Linked DNA regions of Ovis aries: region 1 is linked to region 2. Evidence: chromatin contacts called from public Hi-C data. All regions are on one chromosome and are shown on one strand. The core of a region is the stretch at or near the end of the contact, and the rest is flanking DNA. Distances in the headings are between cores, read along the strand shown. Region 1 holds the start of LGMN (legumain). Region 2 overlaps RIN3 (Ras and Rab interactor 3).

Region 1 (5,097 bases), core at 377-2,876, 45 kb after region 2:
AACCTTTTATTCATCTCTCCTCTCATTCAAATGCAATTGTCTTTAAAATCCTCAGCAATTCTCCTGGCAATTACTGCAATGAGCTCCCTGGTGTGGCCTCTTTCCAACACTTTTCCACATTAGAGAGTATCTAAGGTACACACTGGGCTTCCCTCGTGGCTCATTGGTAAAAAACCTGTCCAGCAATGCAGGAGACTCGGGTTCTATCCCTGGGTTGGAAAGATCCCCTGGAGAAGGAAATGGTAACCCACTCCAGTATTCGCCCTTGGGAAATCCCATGGACAGAGGAGCCTGGCTACAGGCCATGGGGTCACAAGAGAGTCCAACACAACTTCACGACTAAACAATAGCAACAACAAAGATACACATCTACTAAATTTGGTTTCTAGGGCTTTCAGGGCAAAATCCAAGTCTCTTACTGCAGCACAAGAGGCTTGCAAGATGCGCCTCTCTTGTTTTCCACTATCCACAAGAAATCCCTTGCTCCAACCAGGCTCAGGACTCCGGGTCCAAAATCAGTGCTCTTTTCCTGCCTTCATCATGCTATTTTCCAGGCGAAATGCTCTTCTCTTTCATCTCACTAGCTCCTGCCCATCCCTCAAACTCCATTCAATTATTCCCTTCTCTGCAAAGTCTTACCTCTTCCCACAAGCAGGGTTACATGCTGCCCCTGGAACACTGGAATGGTTCATGATAAACTGCCTCTCCCCTTTATGAAATAATCCCTGCTTTAAAAACTTAGTAAGGCTCAACCAATGTTTGCGAACTAATGCAGTAAAGACATTACTGCCTGGAGCAAAGAGAGCTGGGCCATGCCACTCACTACATACCACAGGGCAAGTCTCAAACCATGGACATTTATTTTCACAAAATTTCCTTCTCCCAGCCCCTATATTCTTGGCCCTGAATACCACGTGGGTAAAACCTCAACCCTAATGGAAGTAGGGGACCAAATCCTGCTAACTTTCACTTCCATGGTTCACGTGAATCATCCTGTTAACTCCCACCAGCTCAAACCTATGAGAAGTGGCACTTTTATGATTTCTCAGAAGGGATGTTTTTATACCTTTGGGTATATTTGCTGTTGTGGTTAACATAACCCCTTCCCCCTTAGGCTACCAAGAACTAACTGGAAACAGATGCAGCCTCAGCATTACAAACCTCAACAACCTGAATTGTTTCTAGATTGTTAAGACAGGACACAAGAGACCCCTCCTGGCATTCCCTGGCTATAGGACCTTAGCAAATGTGCTGTCAACTCGCGCCTGTTTCTGCTCTCGGAGGAGCCTGGGCTTCCAGCCAGAGCTCGCGCAACAAAAGGAGCCCCAACTCACCAACCCCACGGGATGCAAGGCTAAGAGAGGTCATCGGAAGTCATCGTTTGCCGAAAACTCCCTTTCGCCCGATGAGAAATGGATTTACGCAAAAAAAAAAGGCCGGGGAAACTGAAAATCCCAGCCATGAAGCCAAGATCTGCGGCAAACGGGCGACTCTGGTCCGGGGCGTTGGGCCGGGCCCCAGTACCCTGCCAGGGATATTGATTACCTGCTGAGGGACCGTGGGAAACCCTCGCGGTGCGCAGCCTCAGAGAAGTCAGCCGCCCGCGTCCTCCCGGCACAGATTGCTGAGCTGGGTCCTAGCTCCTTGCTTTGAGGGTTGGCTGCGCCGCGGCGATTGGCCGACCTTCGGGGAGGAGCGTCTTCGAAAGCCAATGGGAGGCGAGAACGAGACCTGAGAGTCGCAGGAACTACAAGTCCCAGCGAGCCTCCGCTGGGCCTTCTGATCCCAGAGGGCAAAGAAACGCAGGGAAAAAGGTATCCAGTGAATTAGGGCAGGATGGGGTGAGGGTGGGAGGGTGGTTCTGACGTGTGTGGAACCAGGGGCGCAGTGATTCCCCGGAAGGATCGATCCCCAGCGCGCTAAGCCGTTTAACACTCTGCATCTAAACTTGTACACAAATTAGAACCACGTAGGATGGTAGCTTCGTAGGTACTGATGCCTCCGCCTCACCCTAAAGATTTTGAGTTCTTTGGTTGGTCCGCCTGTCGCCTGGGTTTTGAAGTCTTTAAGGAGCCCCAGGTGATAGGATGTGCAGATCCGTTTCATCCTGGTAACAACCCTAGGAGAAGAAGGCACTTGTTAATGTCACCCCAGCTTTACACACAGGGCAAGTAAGGAAAGTTATGTCAGGGAGGTTAATTTTCGGAAGATCACATACCTCTGAAGTGGCAGAGCCAGAATTCGGAGCCAGGCAGTCTAGTTCCAGAATCCGGTGCTTTTTATCCGTATGCTACTTCTCAAACATTTGGTATTATCTCACAGGGAGAGAAAAGTAAAATACTATACATACAAGTACCGTGGTGTGGAGCTGAGAAAGTTGAGTTGAATGGAGTTACTATGAGGGAATAAGTCCCGTCCTGCCCAAGGACATCGAGCACAAAATATATAGGACTTACATTCATGGGTTGTCTCCTTTCATCTTTTTTGTTTCGGCTGTGTTGGCTTGTGTCAAATTAGTTGCCCCACTGTTGCAGGAAAGGGGACCCCTACCAGGGCCCGAAACTAACACTCGGAAATGAATTGTCCAAGGAAACACATCTGCTGACAAAGCAAGAGATTTTATTGGGAAAGGGCACCCAGGTGGAGAGCAGTAGGGTAACAGGAGAACAGCTTTGTCACATGGCTTGCAGTCTTGGGTTTTACAGTGATGGGATTAATTTCTGGGTTGTCTTTAGCCAATCATTCTGACTCAGAGTCCTTCCTGGTGGTACACACCTTGTTCAGCCAAGATAGATGCCAGAGAGAAGGATTCTGGGAGGTAGACATGTGGTGTCTCTTTTGACCTTTCCCGAACTCTTCCAGTTGGTGGAGGCTTATTAGTTCCAAGTTCCTTACCAGGACCTCCTGTCATAAAACAACTCATGCAAATGGTTACTGTGGTGCCTGGCCAGGGTGGGTGGCTTCAATCAGTGTGATTCCCTTAACACCACCACAGTTTAACTCAGGTCCTCAGCAGTGAAAGCAGAGTCCTAATCACCGGACCACCAAGGAACGCCCTGATGTCCTTTTATAATTTTTTGTTTTAACTGCAAATCATGGGTCTGTGTACCACCCTAGGCCTACTGCCAATTTTGTGACTAAAAGTCCAGAGGAACACACCCACACCCATTGGTGTAGGTATGACTGGGAGAACAAGGCAGAGATGAGCTATTGTAGGAGAGACCGTGTGGCCCACAAAAGAATGTGTATACTGTGTGACCATTTACAGAAAAAGCTTACCCACCCTGAGTTAAGTACTTGGCCCAAGATCACAGCTTGGAAGTGACCAGGGCTTCAAGTCCAGGTCTGTCCAAGCCTAAAGTCAGTTCTCATGACCACTGTGCTTTCACAGTCTTCCTCAATGGAGAGCATAAATGTTTTGTGCCAGGTGTATGGGCTTTAGAAACGTTCACAACCCAAAAGTTGAGTGTGGAGGAGCTGGAAGTCTTTAAGCAAATACTGAAAATGTATTTGCTCCACTCATGGTGAAGGATGGAAGCTGGAACGAGCATAACAAAGGGTTATGAGGGTTCATTGAGTGCCCAAGGCTGGGAACGGATCATGAAGGGTCATATATGTCTGGCCTTGAGGCATTCAGAGGCTTCCTCCTGACCGCCTGTTTCTGGGAGCAAGGACTGTTGTTTCATGGTAAGACTCCCTTTAGAGTTTCGCCAAAGGTATGTTATGTCTTGGACGGTGAGAACTGTATTTTATGCTTGAATGCTTTGATGTTTTATCGAGAAAGGCTATGTGCAAGTCTGCTTTATGCTCTGCTCCCTGAGACCATATATCTGCAAAGCTGTATAATAAAATTTGTCAGTCCACTAGAGGCTGTCCCTGAATGTCTTTTCAGAGCGCAGTTCTCCGAGCCTTACAGTTGAGGATTATGCTTTATTCAGTGGGAATTTTTAAGACTTCGAGTCCAGGGGATAGCATCACAAGTAACCCTGAGAGAAGTGCTTCAAGGAGGAGCCAGGCTATATAGAAGTTTTGCAATAAAGGACAAGTTGTCTGAACATAAAAAGGTTATTGTTAAAGAAAACCAGATAACCCAAGTTAAGCAATTTAGCACCTTTCTAGGTATGGGAAGATGCAAGCGTCTGGACTCACTGAAATCAGTTCTTTGATGTTGCACCTCACTCAGCACAGTATACTGTTTTCACATCCTGAGCTTCCTCGGGGCTCACCATAGGGAGTGGCTGCTGTCTGATGTCTGCTGGATGGCAGGTATTTTTCCCTTCCTGGGTTCCCTCAGGGCTCACCAGCTCACCATCTGTAGTGGCTGGATTGCTGTGACGTGACATCCATATTTACTGATGTGTTGTGTCAGGAAATATTCCATTTCTCAGATGTAAATGAGCATGGAGAGAAATAGGAATCGGTTCCTTACACTTGAGAACTTACTGTCTAGTAAGAAAGGCAGAGCATCCTTAACCACTCCCTCTGTTCACCCAAAATAAATGGCAACCTCTGGCTGGTTAGGCTTTCACACTTGGAATGGAATGAATGTGGTGGCTTGGTGCCAGGCATGTTTAGGCAAACAAAGGGCCCAGGGTAGTCCCCCCGAGTCTTCCTCAGCAGCAGTGTGGGCTCAGAGCTCAGAGTTGGAACAAGAGAAGGTGACTGAAAATTGAGGGGTCCCTGGTGTTGGTCAGATGAGCCTCAGAAGATGCTGTAAGGTGGCTAACCTAGGCCAGCTATGGGGAGGAGGCTGAGACGCAAGAGGCTTGGCATGGGAACTTGGACATGGTGTGCTCTCTCATCAAGTTATCTGGATCCAAATTCCAGTTTTACCATTTATAAGCTGTGTGACCTAGGTAAGTCACTTAGCATCTCAGTGCCTGGGTTTCTTCAACTGTCAAACGGGGAGGGTGAGGGGTAGGGGGAAAGCACCCAGACTTCCCTGGTGGTCCAGGGGCTAAGATTTCACACTACCAGTCTCCCAGTGCAGGCGGCCCAGGCTCCATCCCTGGTCAGGAAACTGAATCCCACGTGAGGCAACTAAGACCTGGTGCAGCCAAATAAATAAATAAAAGAATTTTAAAAAGAAAGAAAGAA
Region 2 (5,434 bases), core at 1,997-4,496:
TGCACCACACACAGTAAATCCCTACCCTCCGGAGGGAAAGCCCAGAGCCTGAAAGTCATCGGATGTCAAGGGCTCTGGGGAGGCCTGCTGGTGGCTGAGGAGAGCACAGGCAGTCACCGAGACCTAGGGAAGTGGGCTGGGCTTTCCCCTCCCAGGAAGAAAAAAAAGAAGTGATCCCAGGGACTCTTGGCACAGAGCCTGGCACTACTCTGTAGTCACTAATTATCTCCATTCTGAACTAGGCGGCCTCAGGAGACCGCTGTGCTGTCACCGTCCTTCCACAAGGGGGCAGCCCCGCGCACACACTTCCTGCCCGCCCTCTGGGCCCTTAGCGGAAAGGGGACTCTAACAGGCTCTGAGCCAGTTTTCTGTGATCCACCTCCAGGCACAGAGAAAGGACTGGTTTTATCCCCACTTTGCAGTAGTGGAAATGGAGACTCAGAGAGGTCGTCACACAGTGAGTGGGAGCAGATTCAAAGCCAGGCAGGGACTCCTTCCACGGTCTCCGGTGGACTCAGGTGTGAATGTGCTGTTTTCTGCAAACACTCTCCATCTTTTCCCCCCAAGTCTTCTCCCCCGCCCTTCCCTGCCAGCCTGTTCCTCCTGGGAACACCACCCCTTCCATCCCCAGGCCCCTCCAGCCCTAGGGCCTGAAGAACTGTTCAGCCTGCCTTAGCTGCACCAGCTAAGCCATGGAATGCTGGGGGTGGGTCTGAATCTTTGATTTTATTTATGCTGCCCCGTGTGCCCAGCAGAGTGCCTGGAATGCAGGGGAAGAAGAGAAAGTGAAAAATAAGATTTTTTCAGTGACGGCAAGCCCGTGGACTGGCCACCAGGGGGCGCGCTCACTCCTTGTGTCCAGGCCAAGACTGACCCAGTGAGAGCTGAGGCTCAGAGAGGGAGGGTCTTTGCCTGAGGTCACACAGCAGGGTCAGCCGCAGGTGCCCCGACGGCCAGCCTCACGACCCCTCCTGCCATCCATCCGCTGTCTATGGAGAGGAATCGGGGGGCCCAAAGAGGACAAGGCCACGCAGCTTCTCCTGTCCAAGCTCCCAGCATCAGGGCAGGGGTGAGACAGGACGTGGGCTTGGCCCAGCCGGTAACCGTGACCCCCTCCGTCTCTCCCCGCAGGACTTTATCTGCGTGTCGTATCTGGAGCCGGAGCAGCAGTCGCGGACGCTGGCATCGCGGGCGGACACGCTGGCTGAGGCGCTGTGCGCCCAGTGTGCGGAGAAGTTCGAGGTGGTGCAGCCGCAGGACTACCGGCTCTTCGTGCTGGTGGACGGCCGCAGCTTCCAGCTGGCCGACGAGGCGCTGCCGCACCGCATCAAGGGCTACCTGCTGCGGAGCGAGCCCAAGCGCGACTTCCACTTCGTGTACCGGCCCCTGGACGGCGGCGGGGGCAGCGGAGGCCCGCCCTGCCTGGTGGTGCGCGAGCCCAACTTCCTGTGAGCCCGGGGCCGCGGCCCCTCCGACGGCAGTGTCCACCCAGGCGGGGACGCTGGCAGACCGGCCCGCACCCTCGACCCCCACACTCACACTCAGACGCACCCACTCACACATGCACACGCACAGACACTTGCGCGCGCGCGCGCGTGCACACACACACACTCCCAACAGGGATGCCCACACGTTGCCCCGTGCTTGCAGCCTACTGAGCGTGCCTCGGCCACCGTGGCAGGACCATTGTATAAACAACGTGATCCGTGGCCCCAGCGTGCTCCCAGTAGGAGGGCGGGAGCCGGGAGAGGCCACATGCTTCATTAGGCAGAAAGGGAAACGGAAACTCAGAAAGGACCCTCCAGCCCCCTGCAGCACACAGAGCCCCAGCTCGCTCGGCCCCTGTTCACACACAGCCCCTCAGGCCAGTCCGTCTGTCCCGCGCCTCGGGCCCCCGCACCCCATGCCCACCCGATCCGATCCCCAGCCTTTCACCGGGAGGGCTCAGGTTTTCCCAAGACCGTCCTCAGGAGGAGTGGCCTGGCCACAGCTGCCCCGCCCCCCCGGAGCTGGAATGTGTTGGACTCGCCCAGCATCTCAGGAGCATCTCAGGGTGCTGAGGGGACAGGCCCCTCACCCCTGCCTCAGAGCCAACCCTCAGCCATCGGCCGGCTCCGTGCTGCCGGTAGCTCCCCAGCCCCTCCGGAAGCAGCCAGGTGTACAACGGGACCTCCGAGCGAGGCCAGCTTCACAGCTACGTGAACGAGCCCAGCCTTGGCCACGGGGGACATTGTCCAGGGCCCTCTCCTTCGTGGGCACCCCAGGACTGTGGCATTCAAGGCAAGAGACACTGTGTGGGGAGTGTTTTAATAAAAGTCCTTTTGAAAATGGCATCTTCGTTTCTCAAAGGGCTAGATCTCTGCTCAGGCAGCTAGGCCCCCCCCCACCACCACCAACAGCCTAATCCCCCTCCAAGGTGGGGTTCAGAAAAGCATCTCCTTTCCACTGAGCGCCCTGGTTTCTTTTGTTTTGTTGTTTTTGGCAGAATCTATAGGTTCCTCAAGTGGCACTAGTGGCAAAAAAAACCTGCCGGCCAGTGCAGGAGACAAACGAGTTCAATCTCTGGGTTGGGAAGATCCCCTGGATGAGGGCATGGCAACCCACTCCAGTGCTCTTGCCTGGAGAAAGAATCGCCATGGACAGAGGAGCCTGGCCGGCTACAGTCCATAAGGTCACAAAGCGTCGGACACAGCTGAAGCGACTTGGCACACACACAACATACTCTCAGGGCCCTGGGCCCCGTCTGCCCCTCAGCCTGGGCATTTCCTCTTCCTAGCACCCACACTTCACATCATTCCTGCCTCTGTTGCCTATCACAGCAATACAATTCTGTACAATCTTTGCCTGGTCAAACTCTTTATTTTTCCCTAAAAGCCCATCTCCAGAAAGCCTTCTCTGACTTCCTGCGCTGCTGGCCAGATAGTCCTTGTCCATGTCCTCCAGCCCTGTGGGCTCATCTCTGTCACAAGAGATAGCTCATCCAATTGCATCTGTCTGTTGACACTTCTGCTTTCTCCACCAGATTTGGACCCTTCCTGTCTGTGTCCCCAGCATTGATTAAAAATATGTTTGCTGAGTGCCTGTTCAATGTCAGCACTCTTCTAGGCCCTGGGAGACAGTAGAGAACAAATCAAATGCAGCCCCAGCCTTCATGGCAGTGAGCCGTGCCCACGGGGCAGGGCGGCTGGACTTCCCTGGATTATATTGCTGGGAAGCAGCCAGCTCATTCAGCTGATCAACAAACATCTGTCTGACTGTGGCTCCGGGCCAGCCCTGTGGCAGATGCAGGGATTGCTCCAGGATGCAGGCAGCCAGCCCTGGACTTTCCAGGCTTTGTAACAGACATGAGAAAACAGGCAAATACCCAGAAGCTGAGGTTAGCCAGCCATGATCCCAGGTTGCCCTTGCCTCTGCCACCTCCCTGCCCACCCCCTGGCACAGGCATTGTCCCCTTCCTGATCTTCCGATGCTCCCTGCAGCCCGAAGCTGAGCTGGCTGTGCTGCTTCGGTCCCCAGCTGTAAGGTAGGGTGCCCACTGCCTCCCACTAGGCCTGAGACTGGTGGGGATGGGTCAGATGGAGGTCCATTTACCCAAGCACCCTCTTGTCCAGTGGGGCCCAAACTTGGGGTGGGGTTGGAATTCAGAGGGTGGATTGGGCACCAGTCCAGCCCTGGTGGGAGGCAGGGGGGTCTTCTGTCCAGCTCCCAGGGAATGGGCAGAGCCAGTCAGTGACCTGGACCAGGAGCACCACTGTAAGAACCCCACGTGTGTGTGTGCATGTGTGCTCAAGCGTGGGGCCCCTCCCGTCAGGAGAAGCCAGAGAGCAGGATGGATGGGGCTACCTGGATCCTGTGGTCTGGAGGCCTCTGTCCGCAGTGGGGTGTGCAGGCCTGATCCAGGATCAAGAAAACAGGGCCGTGCAAGAGCTGAGCCCTCATGAGTGCCTGGCACTGGTCAGTGACTCCTCTTGTGATATTTATGGATGAGAAGGTGAAGGCTCAAAGAAACGGGGAGAATTAGTCTGCTCCAGTGACCTTAACAAAAGTACCACTGATGGGCCAGCTTAAACAGCATTTATTTTCTCACCATTCTGGAGCCTGAAGTCTCGAATCGGCTGGTTTTTCCTTGGCTTGCAGACAGCTGCCTGCCCACACAGCCTTCTTTCTGGGCCTGAGCACCCCTAATCTCTTCTTAGAACGCAGGTCCTATTGGAGCAGGGCACAGCTGTGTGATCTCACGTTACCTTTAGTAACCCTTTAAGGCCCTGTCTCCCAAATGCGGGCACATTCTGAGATGTGGCTTGGGGCTTCAGCACATGAGCTTGGAGGGGACACAATTTAGCCCGTAACAACAGGGTGACTTGCCCAAGATCACACAGCTGGTTAGAGGCCAGAGTGAGGTTTGAACTCAGAGCTGACCTACCCCAAAATTCAGGGCTCTCTTTACCCCACATGGCACCCCAAGTGACCTGCTTGTAGAAAACCAAAGTCAGATAAGCCTCACCTGCCAGATCCACTCCTGAGCTTGCCTGAGGGTATGGTGAGCATCACAGGGCTGACTTGACCCAGAGGTCCAAGATGCAAGTGAAGCGACCTGGCCCCTCCACTGGCCCCTAGCAAGGAATCAGTGTGTCCAAGGTTGACGGGGTCACAGGCTGTGGCATAGAGCAGGGGCTGGGCTTTGTCTCATCCCTGGCATTCGTGCCCTGTGCTCTTGGCCGGCTGGCTCCTCCCTCTGCTTTTACTGGCCTCTCCCCTGGGCCAACGGTGCTGAGAGAAGCTATGAGAACATCTGCGGAGACCAGGACACAGCCAGGCCCTACAGCTCCTCCGTCCCCAGGTCCTAGCAGTGACAGCTGGGTGCAAAGCCCTGCCCATCATGAGCAGTCCCAAACCCGCCCTGCAGACACCTGGCCCATCATGGCCTCACAAGACCTTAACGTGTTGCACTGCGTTCTCCCTAGTTAGGAGCAGGTTTCCGCTGGGGAACAAAGGACCAGCCTGCAGAGGAAGTGGGCAGAGAGAAGCGGGGGGCCCTGAGTCGGGGAGGGACAGAGAGAGGCAGGGAGGGTCTTGTGGGTGCAGAGGAGACGCGCCCCCTCCCCCTCCCCCCACAGCCCATTTCGCCGGTTTGCAGATGTGGGCACTCTGTGAGCACTCAGCTGGCCTGAATCCAAGAACTGGCCACCTCCTTTTCTTCCAGGTCATCTGGCCTGGAAAGCGGGGAGCAGCTGGGCAGGAACCAGGCCCTCCTTTCGCAGGAAGGTCATATGGTGCCTGGCTCTGGGGAGGAAAGCTCTGACTCACAGTGGCCATGAGTTTGCCTCATCCCCAGATGTCACGCTATTTGCTGGAAGACAGCGGTTTCCTAGGAATGCCCTTCCAGGAAACATGTCTTTGCAGCTGACACAACCCTAGGCCAAAAGGGAACTCA

The links. A called contact is a pair of places that touch in the nucleus more often than the background predicts.
Region 1: a Hi-C map of liver shows a contact between it and region 2, with 2.6 times the contacts expected there. The contact joins the promoter of LGMN here to the enhancer-like site in region 2. A contact is called at or near these places in 5 of 16 Hi-C or Micro-C datasets (hypothalamus, liver, mesenteric adipose tissue and 2 more).

The regions. Positions count from the first base shown.
Region 1 is chr18:55,232,731-55,237,827 of ARS-UI_Ramb_v3.0, forward strand. It overlaps LGMN (legumain), which reads right to left and starts at 1,627. Exons shown (of 14, transcript XM_042235389.1): 1 at 1,335-1,627.
Region 2 is chr18:55,186,230-55,191,663 of ARS-UI_Ramb_v3.0, forward strand. RIN3 (Ras and Rab interactor 3) reads left to right here. Exons shown (of 10, transcript XM_027957334.3): 10 at 1,132-2,328. The coding sequence ends at 1,452. Among named protein-coding and RNA genes, the nearest start is that of TRNAY-GUA, 5.1 kb to the right of the region's middle. Within about 2 kb of position 3,247, at least 18 of the 54 cell types and tissues checked have an H3K27ac peak or open chromatin away from gene starts, as enhancers often do. A contact at or near this core is called in hypothalamus, liver and tail adipose tissue, where this site is marked.